Regions from separate parts of the Mus musculus genome. Here regions 1 and 2 are each linked to region 3. Evidence: chromatin contacts called from public Micro-C and promoter capture Hi-C data. All regions are on one chromosome and are shown on one strand. Each heading gives the region's core, a stretch centred on a gene start, on an enhancer-like site or on the middle of the called end of the contact. The rest is flanking DNA. Distances are from core to core; before and after follow the strand shown. Region 1 holds the start of Plekhh3 (pleckstrin homology domain containing, family H (with MyTH4 domain) member 3). Region 2 overlaps Atp6v0a1 (ATPase, H+ transporting, lysosomal V0 subunit A1). Region 3 holds the start of Hcrt (hypocretin).

The links. Promoter capture Hi-C pulls out the DNA fragments that hold promoters and counts their contacts. Hi-C and Micro-C count contacts between places; a contact is called where the count stands out from the background.
Region 1: a Micro-C map of embryonic stem cells shows a contact between it and region 3, with 1.7 times the contacts expected there. The contact joins the promoter of Plekhh3 here to the promoter of Hcrt in region 3. A contact is called at or near these places in 10 of 39 promoter capture datasets (the 3T3-L1 cell line, the HPC-7 cell line, cranial neural crest and 5 more), 2 of 484 Hi-C or Micro-C datasets (cerebral cortex and embryonic stem cells), 3 of 115 datasets of contacts at active chromatin or transcription factors (the 230-238 cell line, bone marrow-derived macrophages and embryonic stem cells) and 2 of 9 other capture datasets (adipose tissue and liver).
Region 2: a contact with region 3 is called in a promoter capture Hi-C map of hippocampal neurons, with 2.8 times the contacts expected there. The contact joins the enhancer-like site here to the promoter of Hcrt in region 3. A contact is called at or near these places in 22 of 39 promoter capture datasets (the 3T3-L1 cell line, 3T3-L1-derived adipocytes, the C10 cell line and 13 more), 1 of 15 datasets of contacts at CTCF or cohesin (large pre-B cells), 3 of 484 Hi-C or Micro-C datasets (muscle stem cells, nephron progenitors and pro-B cells), 6 of 115 datasets of contacts at active chromatin or transcription factors (embryonic stem cells, fibro-adipogenic progenitors, large pre-B cells and 3 more) and 3 of 9 other capture datasets (adipose tissue, liver and pancreatic islet).

The regions. Positions count from the first base shown.
Region 1 is chr11:101,169,074-101,173,164 of GRCm38.p6, reverse strand. Plekhh3 (pleckstrin homology domain containing, family H (with MyTH4 domain) member 3) reads left to right here and starts at 1,793. Exons shown (of 13, transcript NM_001346769.1): 1 at 1,793-2,440. The coding sequence starts at 2,279. It overlaps Ccr10 (chemokine (C-C motif) receptor 10), which reads left to right. Exons shown (of 2, transcript NM_007721.4): 2 at 1-167.
Region 2 is chr11:101,048,164-101,052,171 of GRCm38.p6, reverse strand. It overlaps Atp6v0a1 (ATPase, H+ transporting, lysosomal V0 subunit A1), which reads right to left. Exons shown (of 22, transcript NM_016920.4): 18 at 3,647-3,754; 19 at 2,696-2,713. Among named protein-coding and RNA genes, the nearest start is that of Mir6928, 20 kb to the right of the region's middle. Within about 2 kb of position 1,726, at least 11 of the 459 cell types and tissues checked have an H3K27ac peak or open chromatin away from gene starts, as enhancers often do. A contact at or near this core is called in hippocampal neurons, where this site is marked.
Region 3 is chr11:100,761,163-100,765,420 of GRCm38.p6, reverse strand. It overlaps Hcrt (hypocretin), which reads left to right and starts at 2,490. Exons shown (of 2, transcript NM_010410.2): 1 at 2,490-2,600; 2 at 3,256-3,728. The coding sequence starts at 2,580. The coding sequence ends at 3,627.

The DNA of each region.
Region 1 (4,091 bases), core at 544-3,043, 410 kb before region 3:
TACCTAGATCCCAGCGTGTGAAATGTATGGGGTGATGCTGTCCCCAGCTGTACGTGCGTGGGTCTGGTAGAGGCTGGAGGCAAGAGATTCTAGTTTGGGGTAGGTTTTTGGATCCCTTCTAAAGTCCTGCTGTGCAAAGAAAAACGCTAATTAAAAAGTTGAGTCTGATGGTGTGTGGACTGGATACCTGTAGCCCCAGCCACTCCAGAGGTTGAGACAGGAAGATCAATAATAATAACAATATCCTGCCTAAGAAGAAATAGAAAAATGTCAAGGTGGACTTTTCTACCTAGGATATATATATATATATATATATATATATATATATATATATATATGAATGAGGGGGATTGCAATTTGCAAATTTTCCGAGAGGTGTTACTGGGCCTGAGCTCAGAGTGTGGGGCGCTTGCCCACTCTGATTATTTCCCCTCGGGGATCAAGCCAAAGGAAATGAGCATAGCTTGCCAGGAAAGGGGAGGTTAGATATCAGACAGAACTCTCCAGCAGGCAAGTGTCTAGGATCTTGAAGAGGAAGGGAGGTTATAGTTGTGGTCTGGCCCTCAGAAATCTCAGCATACACCACTTCAATCTGGAAGTACCATAAGGATGGCTTCTAGAGATGGTGCATTGATTTCTGGTCCTTGCTTTGCACAACTGCCAGGATTGTGCTCCAATGAGACAGTTCTTCCCAGTTTAGAATTCGGTCAGCAAAGTCAGACCACCGCTCCAGCCTGGAGTCTAGGGGCAAAAAGGGCGTGGCGTCCCTAGGGAGGCGTTGGCCTGAAGTCTGCACTTCGTCCAGCCTAGCCTAGCCCAGCCCGGCTAGTCGTGTGTCCTAGAGCCTCTGGCGGTGTAAAAGACTTAAAAATTTGGCCTCTTGGAGTCAGAAACGAGGAGAAGCTCGAAAACTGCGCAGATCCTCCAAGAGGCGCACACTACCCACCGGAGCGGACCTGGAACCCTCCGCCCGTAACCGCGGGAATCGCCGCTGAGTCAGCAACGCGCTCGAGTATGTGCGCGCTCCCACTGTCTAAGCTGTAGCGCGAACCCCGCCCTGTATTCTTTAGCGCCCTTGTTAACCCCTTCTTGTTCAGAAATGCAGCATAGTCGCCCTGAGAGGCCTCTGATCTATTGATTTTCTTAAACCACAGAATCCCCGAGCATGCCAAACCACTCTCCCCATTCCAGTTCAATGCCCTGTAAATTCACTTTTATTTCAGATCTTTGTCTGAGGCTTCCAGGAGTTCCTTTCTCAGCTTTTTCATCTCAAAAGTGGAGGTGGCTAAGATCTAAATCTGGACCCTTTTAACTCCAAGGATGGAGCTGCCTTTGCAGCTAGCTAACTCTCTCACACGCAGGTGTGGAATGCCTTGAAGGTAGTAAGGCTCTTTGTAGGGATTCCAAGATGTGACAGGTAATCACAGGTCAATAGCCTAGCTTCCTTCCAGCTTTATGCCCTTCCTTTTCCAGACCTTCGAAAAGGGTTTTTTAATTTGCTGCTTGGTGAGCCAAGAGTTAAAACAAGAGCACGAAGGCGGTCCTACGTGACGCCACAGACACCCCGTGTCCGACCTCAGAAGCTCCCTCCCCAGTCCCCCCCCCCCCCGCCCCTCCCTACTGTCACTCAGCCAGAGACACATGATGCAACCCGCCGCGGTTTCAAGCTTGGGATTGGTCTCCCTGACCGGCGCCAGGAACAATGATTGGGCAGAGGAGGCTGTGACGCAACGTAGACCCTACCCTGTGAAGAAGGGAGGAGAAAAAGAACAGGGAAGGCGGAGGGAAGGAGGGGGGGCAGAGAGGGAGGCGGGGTCTGGGAACTCTGCCCGCGCCCCCAACGCGCCAGTCCCGGGGCTGCAGGGAGCGCAGCGCGCGCCGCCCGGGCCCCGGCCACCGGACGCCCTACCGGACACCACCCTCCTTGGAGCTTGGACAACCGCCCACCACGATTGCTGCACCAGACACTGCTCCTACAGAGCTGGACACTACAACGAACACTACTTCCCAGCTCCGGACATTGCTCCCGGCTCCCTTCCCCCGGCCCTGGACGCTATCTCCCCCCTCCTCTGCCCGGGCCCAGACAGCGAGCCCCCAGCGGGCTCTGGTGATAGTCCTTTTGCACCTCAGCGCTGGACACTGCCTCCTTCCGGCCCCCTTCTTTCCTCTCGTCACACCTCTTCTCTACCCAGTTCGGGTCGGAGTACCTCCAGTTTCTCAGATTCCCTGCTGCTCAGGCAACACTGCCTGCGCCCCCATTCCCAGGCTGCTCGCCCGGATGCCTCTCCCCGGGGGATTGTGGTGGCTTCTCTGCTGCCGTCGAGGCTTCACTCTTCTGCACCGGGACTACGGGGACGGCGAGCTTAGCGGGGACGGGGACGAAGACGAGGACGACGAGACCTTTGAGCTAAGGACCCCGAGTCCAGCGGGCGGCGGGAGGGTAAGTCTACAGGGATTTAGAACCGAGTTCAATCTTTCTCACTACAACCGGCCGTCACGCCTGAGCCTGCTCCATACTTGGGCCAAACGCAGTCCTCTTGGCCAACTGCAAATGTGGGGGAGATTCTTGTCTGAGGGCCAGAGCCCCGGGAGCTCCAGGGGCAAGTAGCCCTACTAGGGATGCGCCTGTGGGCTTCGCGCTGCACACAAGGCGCTGTCCACCTGCTGGGGGCCCTGAGGCAGAGGAGGCGTCACGCGTGGCCCAACCTGGCCCTGCCTCTCCCTTCCCTGCCGGGCCCGCGTCCCATCCCGTCTCCTTCCGCCTCCGCCAGAGCCAAGGAATGTGGCGAGGCCGGCTGGGCGGCTGGAACGCCTGGGTTCGCTCTGCTCTCAGTTCAAGAGCACTGGGGCCAGATGCGGGAGCTCCCACCGCAGTATCCTGGGCGAGGGCAAAAAGACATCCTAGAATTGGGGTCTGCATCAGGGACCCCACAAAGAAAAGGCTCGGGACGATGGCCCTTTGAGGACTTCTCATTATTCCGCCACTTAAGACAGAACTCTCTGCCTTCTCTGGTGAGGTTCCTGGGAAACCAGAGGGAATGGGTGAGGGTGACTTGGTGGCTGAAAATTTTTTTTAATCAAATCTCCTTTGGGAGAGAGACACTCAGGCACAGTTGGTGTGTAAGACCTCCATCTTTCGAGGAGACCTCTCTCACGTCCTTACCCACCAGAGGCAACCAGGCTTCTGTGTGCTGTGGCCTGGGTCCAGCTCCCATTTCCCCCCAACCCCGCTCAGGGGTCCCCAGCAAGTCCGGTGGCTCCATTCCTGGGTGGGGCGGGCGGCACCGCAGCCAGTGCAGGCGCCAGCACCTGGCGAGGCAGAGGGCAGATAAATATAGAGGGGAGGAGGAGGGAAGCAAGGGACTGAGATTAGGGGAGTTGTGGGGGGTGGGGTGGGGTGGGATCAGTACCTGCCCTCTGGTAGAGGGGTGGATAGCCCCACTCAGAACCTCCAGAAAAGAAACGGGTAGGCTCCCAGGGAAAGAGTGGGACCTGGGAGTCCCCAAGTTTCCCGCATGGATAGGATCCCTGTCAGATAGGCCATGGCCTCCCTCGTGCCCCACCTCCACCCCCTCCTAGGAGCTCAGGGACAGGTGTCCCTGGTCCTCCTCCCCCAACCCTCCTCCTGGCTTTAGCAGCCTGGGCGCAATGGGACCATGGCACAGTTCCTGTCTAGCTAGCTTGGCTCCGGGTTGATTTTGACCAACCTCAGACCCCAGGTTACAATTGAAGTTCCTAAGCAGGGGTTTGTGTATGAGAAGGGCAAAATTCCAAACCACCCTTGGTCTGAAGAGTATGCGCTTAGCAGCCTCTTGTCCTCCTGAGCCCCGGCAAGGGGGTAGTGTGTCCATTTCCTCCGGGACATTTGCAGAGTAACACACAAAGCTCTTAGAGAACATCTTCTATAAAAGAGTCCCTCTTCCCCTTCAGTCAACCCTGTAAACCACCCTTGCCCAGTCTTGGGTCCTGCTCTTTCCCTGAGAGCCCATCTTCTTCTTCCCTGGAGGTTCTGAGCAAGGAAGTCGGGGGAGGGTGTAAAGGAAAAAAATTGAAGAGGCTTCCATGGGTAGAAGGTACTTCATCACATCTCC
Region 2 (4,008 bases), core at 477-2,976, 290 kb before region 3:
GAAGGAGAGCCAGGTATGGCTGTGGCACCTGTGATTCCAGCACTTGAAAGGTAGATGCAGGAAGGTGAAGGGCTCAAGGCCAGCCTTGGCTACATAGTGAGTTCTAGGCTAGCCTGGGCTACAGGAGACACTGTTTCCATGTCCTTCCTGGAGGAAAGGAAAGAAGGGGAAAGCCTTCACTTCCACACAATACCCTTGCTTTTCCTTTTCCTTCCTTCTCAGCTTCTTGGGAGTGTTCTTTCTCAGGAGGAATGAGAATTCAGGGAGAAATGTATTCCCGCATTTGGAAGGAGTCGTCACTCGTCCAACACAAGCATGTCTGCTGTGACAGCCAGCCCCTCCCCGCCCTCCATCCGTGCTGTCTCTGGCCTGCTTGTTCTATGCCCTGGCTCTCACCCGGCATTCTCCAGAATGGCGGTACCACAAGCCTCCAGACTCAATATCACTGATTGAAACACAGAGGTCTGTCCTCAGGTCCCAACAAGATTATGCCTGCTGTCCCATAGCCAAGCCAGGGACTCCCCTTCCACCCCTCTTCCTCCACGTGAGTGACTTAATTCACTTTAAGCTATCCAGTCCTTCACTAAATCATATCACGCCACAGGATGTCCTTGCCTCCAGGTTGTGCCCCACCCCCACCCCCTGTACTCCATAGCTCTACCCACGGGACTTCAGCAGCAGGGCTCACACACCTCAGCTTCACTACTCTGAGCTCCTTGTTGCCAAAATGAGGCTACAACTTCTGTCACTCTCTGCCAACCCTCCTCTCACGAGTCCCCAGCTCCCACATCAGCTCCAGCAAAGCTGGACCACTCCTGAGCATGAGCTGAGCCTGTGGGTCTGCCCTCTTCCTCTCTCCCTGCCTCCGCACACTTCTGCTCAGCCAGTCTCAGCTCAGGAGGAACCTAAGGGAATCTGTTCCTGCTCCCTTTCCAATCCCCCCAGTGCCTATCAGCACCCTTCTGTGCTCCCAAAGCATCCCGGGCACACAGCCACCATGGAGTCTGTCAGCAGACCAGCTCCCTACCTTGTCTGGATGATCTCTCCATTTCTATAGCATTACACAGTGCTTGACACACTGAGGGTGCGTGACGTGACTGGCAGATGGTGGGTGAGCGTGGATGAGTTGGTGGACACAGTGGGTGAGAAGACACAGTGGGGGAGGGGCCATTGACCCTTGTTGAATGGTGACAGCCTTCAAAGATTTCCCAGATATCAATGAGTCTGGGTCTGGTTTAGACCTGTGCTTCCTAAGGTGAGGGCACAGTTGCCCTGCCTGGAATAAACATGTGTTTACATCGTGGGGAATTATAGAGGTTCACTGCACTGCTTTGCAAGACTCCTTTGTTTGAAATCATTACAAAAAATATCAGTTTTCTAAATTTGGCTGTGGGGAATCAATGCCGGAAAAAGGCAAAATTATAACCCTGGCGGAAGCCAAGCAGAACTAACTTCCTTTGTGTGTTCGGTGACCGGAGAATGGGAGGACTCCACCGGGGCCCATCTTTTTGACTGTCCAACTCCCAGGGACATGGCTATCTGAGGGCACTGGCACTAGATAGCTGACTAGAACATTCTGCCGATGGGGAAGGCACTGGCACATCAGGTAGCCATTTGGAAAGCAGTATCGTGGGAGGTGGTGATACAGGCAGAGGGCCAGGCTCCTCAGCAACACGGGATCCCATTCATCCCTCCCTCCCTCAGCCAGGCAGCTTAGCCAGCAACTCTGCGCAGACACCTGCTCCGGGAGCAAAGGTGGTTGAGGCAGGCAAGGAGGCCTCTCCAGCCATCAGGGACACCAAGAGCTGCCTGTTTTGACACAGGACAGCAAAGGTTTTCCCATGGTCATGCACTGCCCCGTGGAGAGACCGGGAGAGGGAAGGGAACGGTTTATAGGTACAGGGATGTTAGAGAGAAGTTTAGGGGAAAGACAAACAGTGCAGAAAGGTCATTTCAAACCTATCTCAAAATGCGAGTGCTGGCAAATGGATTGCTGCTGAGCTACGAGGCCTGGTACTCTAGACGTGGCCTGAGCATTTAGCTTTCTTCCCGTTCTATTATTCTTCATGTACTTAACATAGAAGTCCTTTCCTGCAGGTAGATTAATTTTCCCTGCATGTACCTGAGAGGCAAAGCTCATTTGGAAAGCTGTTCACTTCTTAACCAGGTCATGTGGAGCTAAGACTGACTCCAAGCAAGGGTCCTGTGGCCCTAAGTTGAAGTACCACCAAGCTGATGGGGGCAGCGGGAGAGGCTGCATCTCAGACAGGAGAAAGGGTAAGCTTTGCTTGCAAGCACTCAGAGGAGCAGGGTGGGAACCACTACACCCCCTTCCCCCGGTGGCAGAGCAACCAACACATCACAGGAGAGGAAGGTGGAGACCCCTGGAACTTTAACCCTGGGGGTAATGATTTCAAGAATGCCAGTGTAGACATTCCCTGCAGCTCCTTCCAAGCCAGTCTCAGAGGTATTAGATCAGCAGTCAACAGCACAAGGACAGAGGTGACCGACACGAGATGCAGTTAATGACGATGAACTGTTTCAGATGCAGGCTCACAGACTAGTTAGACATGGCCAGTGAGATGCAGGATGCACAGTGTCATGTGTGTGGCCCCGGGGTGCGGTAGGGTGGACAGAGTGAGCACAAGGATGGGAAGAGAGAAGCCCCGGATAGACATGAAGGCTCGGGTCTTACCACTTCGTCCTCGGTAGGCTTGAAAACACAAATTCACACTTAGTGGGAAGCCGTGCCACACACACGGTCACAAGCTATGAACATGCATTTCTGACTATTTGGGGGAGGAGTGGTTAACGGGACACTGTGTCGGAGGCACTCTTCCTTAGCACACAATAAAGGGAAATCACAGAATTAAGATACATATTTTTAAAGGCACCCCAACTCTTGCAATAAAAAACCCCCACACATATAAAAACCAAAACTATAGTCAAAGTGGCTAGACCGAAAAACTTAGCCTAGGTCCCTTGCTGCTATTTTATTTGCTAAAAAAATAAAAATAAAAATAAAATTCAATGAAAAGGTGAGAACTACTAGTTCAGTTTGCAGGCATTACGCCACGAAAGCTCGGGCAAGGAGAGTGAATTTTAAATAGCTGGAACTGGAAGTAGTGTCAAAAGGAAAGGCTGGCCTGGCCTGATTCCTCTCAGTCTAAAAAGAAGACAGATAGCAAAATTTAAAAGCTCTTGAAAAACAAACAAAAACCCCTGGCTCAAGAACACACAGATGGGGCAGGCCTCAAAAAGAAGCCCTGAATACAGCCGCTAGGCAGTGTGTGTGAGGCCCTTGGGACCGGAGGATGAAGACGCTATCCCGAAGGCTCCCCTGCTGCTGGTTACTAAGAGGTGAGATGCTAGGCGCTGCCTGGGTGGAGAGCAGTTAGCCACTGAGGTCGCATGCAGTGCACCACAGACCCGAGGAATTCAAGAAGAGCAGAGCAAAGCTGGGTGGGCTCTGTGGCCACAGATTAGAGCAGGCCCCACAGGGCAAGCTGCGGTGTCCTGAGCGGGCCTGACAGCGGCCAATCATTAGTAGTTTTATTCTTCAAGGAGACGATTGAATAAGCCTTTTAGGAAACAAGACCTAGACTGCCCAAGGTAAGGAGAGGAAGCCCGCGCCCCCGGCTCTTACCTCTTCTGCGTCCTCTGAATGGGTGGAAAGCTGGTCATGCTGAATAATTTCAGCATCCTCCTCTGTCGGTCCGTTGCCCACCCTGATCCCACCAAAGTTGAGAGTTCCCTACACAGACGAACAGAAAGAGCAGTATTTGCCTGGGCTTTAATGCGGCACTCTGTGAGGTGGGGAAGGGTGATGGTTAGTTCATACGATCCTCAGAAAGGCATACATCCTATCAACAGAAGCAGTGGCCACCAAAGGGACAAGCTACATAAAAACAAGTAACTGTCCCACCCCAGCCACCACCACCACTCTGGACCCCACGAGTGGCAGCCCTGTCTTTTACCACCTCCTCCGGTCACACCAAGATAAATCAA
Region 3 (4,258 bases), core at 1,241-3,740:
TTTCACAACCAAGTAGACAGATCTCCTCTGCCCTCCCATGCCAAGCACAGCTGAAAGAGCTGTTGCCAGCTTCCCTGCACTGGGTTCCTTCCTGGCCTGGCCTGGCCTGGCCTGCACAAATCACTTCCACCAGGAGAAAGGAGGAAACTATCCTTCAAGACACAAAGTGTCACAGCAGGAAGGAGTGTTGGAGTTACCTGAAGAGAGTGTCCATAGTAGTGAGGAAACTAAGTGGCAAGACAAGGAGACCAAGACCCCAGCTCCTCCCCAAGTCCAGATCAGGATCCAGCTTTCTGTTCTGGGCTCTTCCCTCCTCCCGTCTTCCTCCTCCTCCCTCTGCCCTCCTCCCTCGCCGGTCCCACATCAGCCTTTTTTTTAAATTTCTTCATTTATTTTATGGATATGATTACACTGTTGCTCCCTTTGGACATACCGGAAAAGGGCCATTACAGATGGTTCTGAGCCACCTTGTAGTTGCTGGGAATTGAACTCAGGACCTCTAAAAGAGCAGTCAGTGCTCTTTAACCACTGAGCCATCTCCCCAGCACCACCACAACAACCTCTCCCCCCCCATACACACACACACACACACACACACACACACACACACAGAGAGAGAGAGAGAGAGAGAGAGAGAGAGAGAGAGAGAGAGAGAGAGAGACCTGTCTTTTAAAATCCCCCACCAATGACTGCCCAGCCTAGCACACAAGGCCCTGGAAAACCCTATTCACCTTACCTTTTCCTTTAGCTCCTTTAGTTCCATAGAAACTGTGATGCCCACACCCCATCCCTCTGGAGCCAAGTACTGTAACATCCAAGCTTTTGTTCCGCGTTGTCCCTTCTCAGCCATACTCTGTCCCCTTACCTACCTAATGGAAGCTACTTTTCATCAAAGCCTTTGAAGGACCCTCTGCCCCACCCAGAAGGAAGTGTCTGTCTAATCTTTGCTGGTGTCTGGGTAGTTCTTGACCTGCTTTGAACTATCCTGGGCTCAGGCTGCACCCCACCCAGATTGACACCTGCCTTGGAGGAGGAGACCTGGAGGCTGGAAAGATGGTTCCATTAGAGCGCTTACTACTTTTTTGCAAAGGATCCAATCTTGGTTTCCAGTGCCTACCTGGTGGCTCACAACTCTCTATAACTCCAGTTCCAGGGGTTCCAAAACCCTCCTTTGGTAGTCACAGGCACCAGGCACATGTGCAGTATAGATCCCTCCACACTGGTAAGCACTCATACATATAAATCTAAAAATAAGAAAATTTAAGAAAATAGGTGGGCTGGGCGTGGTGGCGCATGCCTTTAATCCCAGCACTTGGGAGGCAGAGGCAGGTGGATTTCTGAGTTCGAGGCCAGCCTGGTCTACAGAGTGAGTTCCAGGACAGCCAGGGCTACACAGAGAAACCCTGTCTCGAAAAATCAAAAAAAAAAAAAGAAAAGAAAAGAAAATAGGTAGACACACAACTGTCCCTGCACCCATGCAGGACTGATCTACATCAAGGGCTTCTTTCTTCCTTTCTTTCTTTCTTTCTTTCTTTCTTTCTTTCTTTCTTTCTTTCTTTCTTTTTTTCTTTTGGGTTTTTTTTTTTGGGGGGGCAGGGTTTCTCTGTGTAGCTCTGGCTGTCCTGGAACTCACTCTGTAGACCAGGCTGGCCTCAAACTCAGAAATCCACCTGCCTCTGCCTCCCAAGTGCTGGGATTAAAGGCGTGCACCACCACTGCCCGGCTTTATCAAGGGCTTCTTAAAAGGACCCTGAAGGTGAACCCTGGCCTGGAAGTGGCTTGAGTCCTTGACCACCCACACCCTGTTCCATGGTGGCTCAATCCTGGAGATGGCAGAGTAAGACTACCCTCTTCTCTACTGGCCCAGGAGATGTCTACCCTTCATCAGCTTCTGAACTCCAGGCTTGGCTGCTCTCTCACCCGTGGCCCACAGTAAGTCTCCAGGACTTTCCATGGAGGAGTTTGGTGAAAGGGACAGAAGAAAAGGAGAGCTGGGGGGTGGGGTAGGGGTTGGGGAGTAGGGTGTCAAAAGCTGTTTCCATGGAGGAAAAGGCCCTGGAACCTGATGGACCACAGAGTCAGTGGGGGTGAGAGGGTATGCCACCCAGGTACCCTCCCTACCTTCAACATACCATAGACAGTAATTCTCAGACTGCCATTTCTGCCCCTAATTAGCAACTGTCCCCCCCCCCATTGTCTCCTTCCAGTGTCCCAGCCAAGGCCTCTTTTGTGAACTTAGATTCCTGGGTGCAAGGTAACCTCATTAGTACTCGGAAACTGCCCTATCTCCAAGGAACAGGCAGACAGACAAGCTGGGGACCAGGGACAGGGCGGCCATTCTTTGGGTCCAACCTGGAAACGGTTCCCCTGCAAGATGCTAATCTTAGACATGCCTTTGTCTGGTTTAAGGTGGACACACATACTCATGTCTCCCCCGCACACACACCTCAGAGCATTATAAACCCCTGGCCCCTGGAAGCGAGCCACTGAAGACGACGGCCTCAGACTTCTTGGGTATTTGGACCACTGCACTGAAGAGATCATCTCTCCAGATTACTTTCCCCTGAGCTCCAGGCACCATGAACTTTCCTTCTACAAAGGTAAAGAGCCAGAAACAGGGACATAAATCATCAGACTACTGAGGCCATGATAGTGCTTGCCGAGGACTGGGCTCATATGCTCTTTCTAGCGTGTAGCACTGAGAGAGGAGTATGGGTGGGTTCTTGGCAACCTGCCTCCTTGGTTAACACTGGGTACGCCATTGTGTGGGAGCTCACGTTTAATGAGTTCTTGTATTTCCGATGTTCTCTGTGCTTGTCAGTTATGTCTTGCACTCAACAGGGTAGTAGGGATGATTTTATGCCTGGTTTGTAGGTGAGGAAGGGCTATCCCAAGGGGGTGAGAAACTAGATCAAAGCCACAATGTACAGTTTCCCCAGCAAAGGAACAAACCTGCTGTGTGTGGAGGGAAGGGCTAGTAAGTTTGGTGCAGACAGACTTAGAAGCACCTGTCTGTGGGTGGAGAGTCAAGCCTTTAAATATGTTTGCACAGGACAAACTTCTTCTACCCCAGAGAAGCCTATGAAGGTTTCGAAGACGATAAGGCTCAGTTGTGTATTGAAGGATGAATTGACAAAGGAGCCAGCCGCAGGAAACCCAATGACAGCCTAGCAGGATCTATGGCAACAAGAGGTTCAGAGCCAACTGGCTGTGTGGAGTGAAACCCATTTGCACCTTGTCTCTGTCCCCCTTTAGGTTCCCTGGGCCGCCGTGACGCTGCTGCTGCTGCTACTGCTGCCGCCGGCGCTGCTGTCGCTTGGGGTGGACGCACAGCCTCTGCCCGACTGCTGTCGCCAGAAGACGTGTTCCTGCCGTCTCTACGAACTGTTGCACGGAGCTGGCAACCACGCTGCGGGTATCCTGACTCTGGGAAAGCGGCGGCCTGGACCTCCAGGCCTCCAGGGACGGCTGCAGCGCCTCCTTCAGGCCAACGGTAACCACGCAGCTGGCATCCTGACCATGGGCCGCCGCGCAGGCGCAGAGCTAGAGCCACATCCCTGCTCTGGTCGCGGCTGTCCGACCGTAACTACCACCGCTTTAGCACCCCGGGGAGGGTCCGGAGTCTGAACCCATCTTCTATCCTTGTCCTGATCCAAACTTCCCCCTCTGCTCGCCGCTGTCAGTCTCTTGGTAAATGGCAATAAAGACGATTCTCTGTTGGTGTGACTAATCTATGTTTCTGTGTGTCAAGTTCAGGCCTCCAGGGGGCGGGAAAGCATCTTGAGAATTGTGACGAGTCTAGGGCCTGGAAGCAGCTTGTGTTTCTCATTGCAAATACTTATTTGGTCGGGAAGAATCCAGCAAGGAACCTTGCAGTCCTGGGGTGTGTGCTACACATTTGGGAGGGTGGAAATGAGGTACCGATGTGCCCTCATGTTGTTCTACTACCTACTTTATTTATTTAGAAACAGGGTATCCTCGGTTGCCCTGGAAAGATCAGCATGACCTTATACTTAAATGACCCGATCTTACTACCCTCTATTTCCCCGGTGGTGTTGATACTGCAAGTGTGCTCCACCACGCCTCCTTTATGCAAATGCTGGAGGACTGATCCCGGAGCTTCATATATATTAATTAAGCAATCACTCTATCGACTGCTACATCCTCAGCCCCCACTGTTTTATAATAGGGACCTACACAGAGAGGTCCAATACAAGGGCACAGAGTCCACCTGGCAAGGGCTGGATGTAAGGCTGCA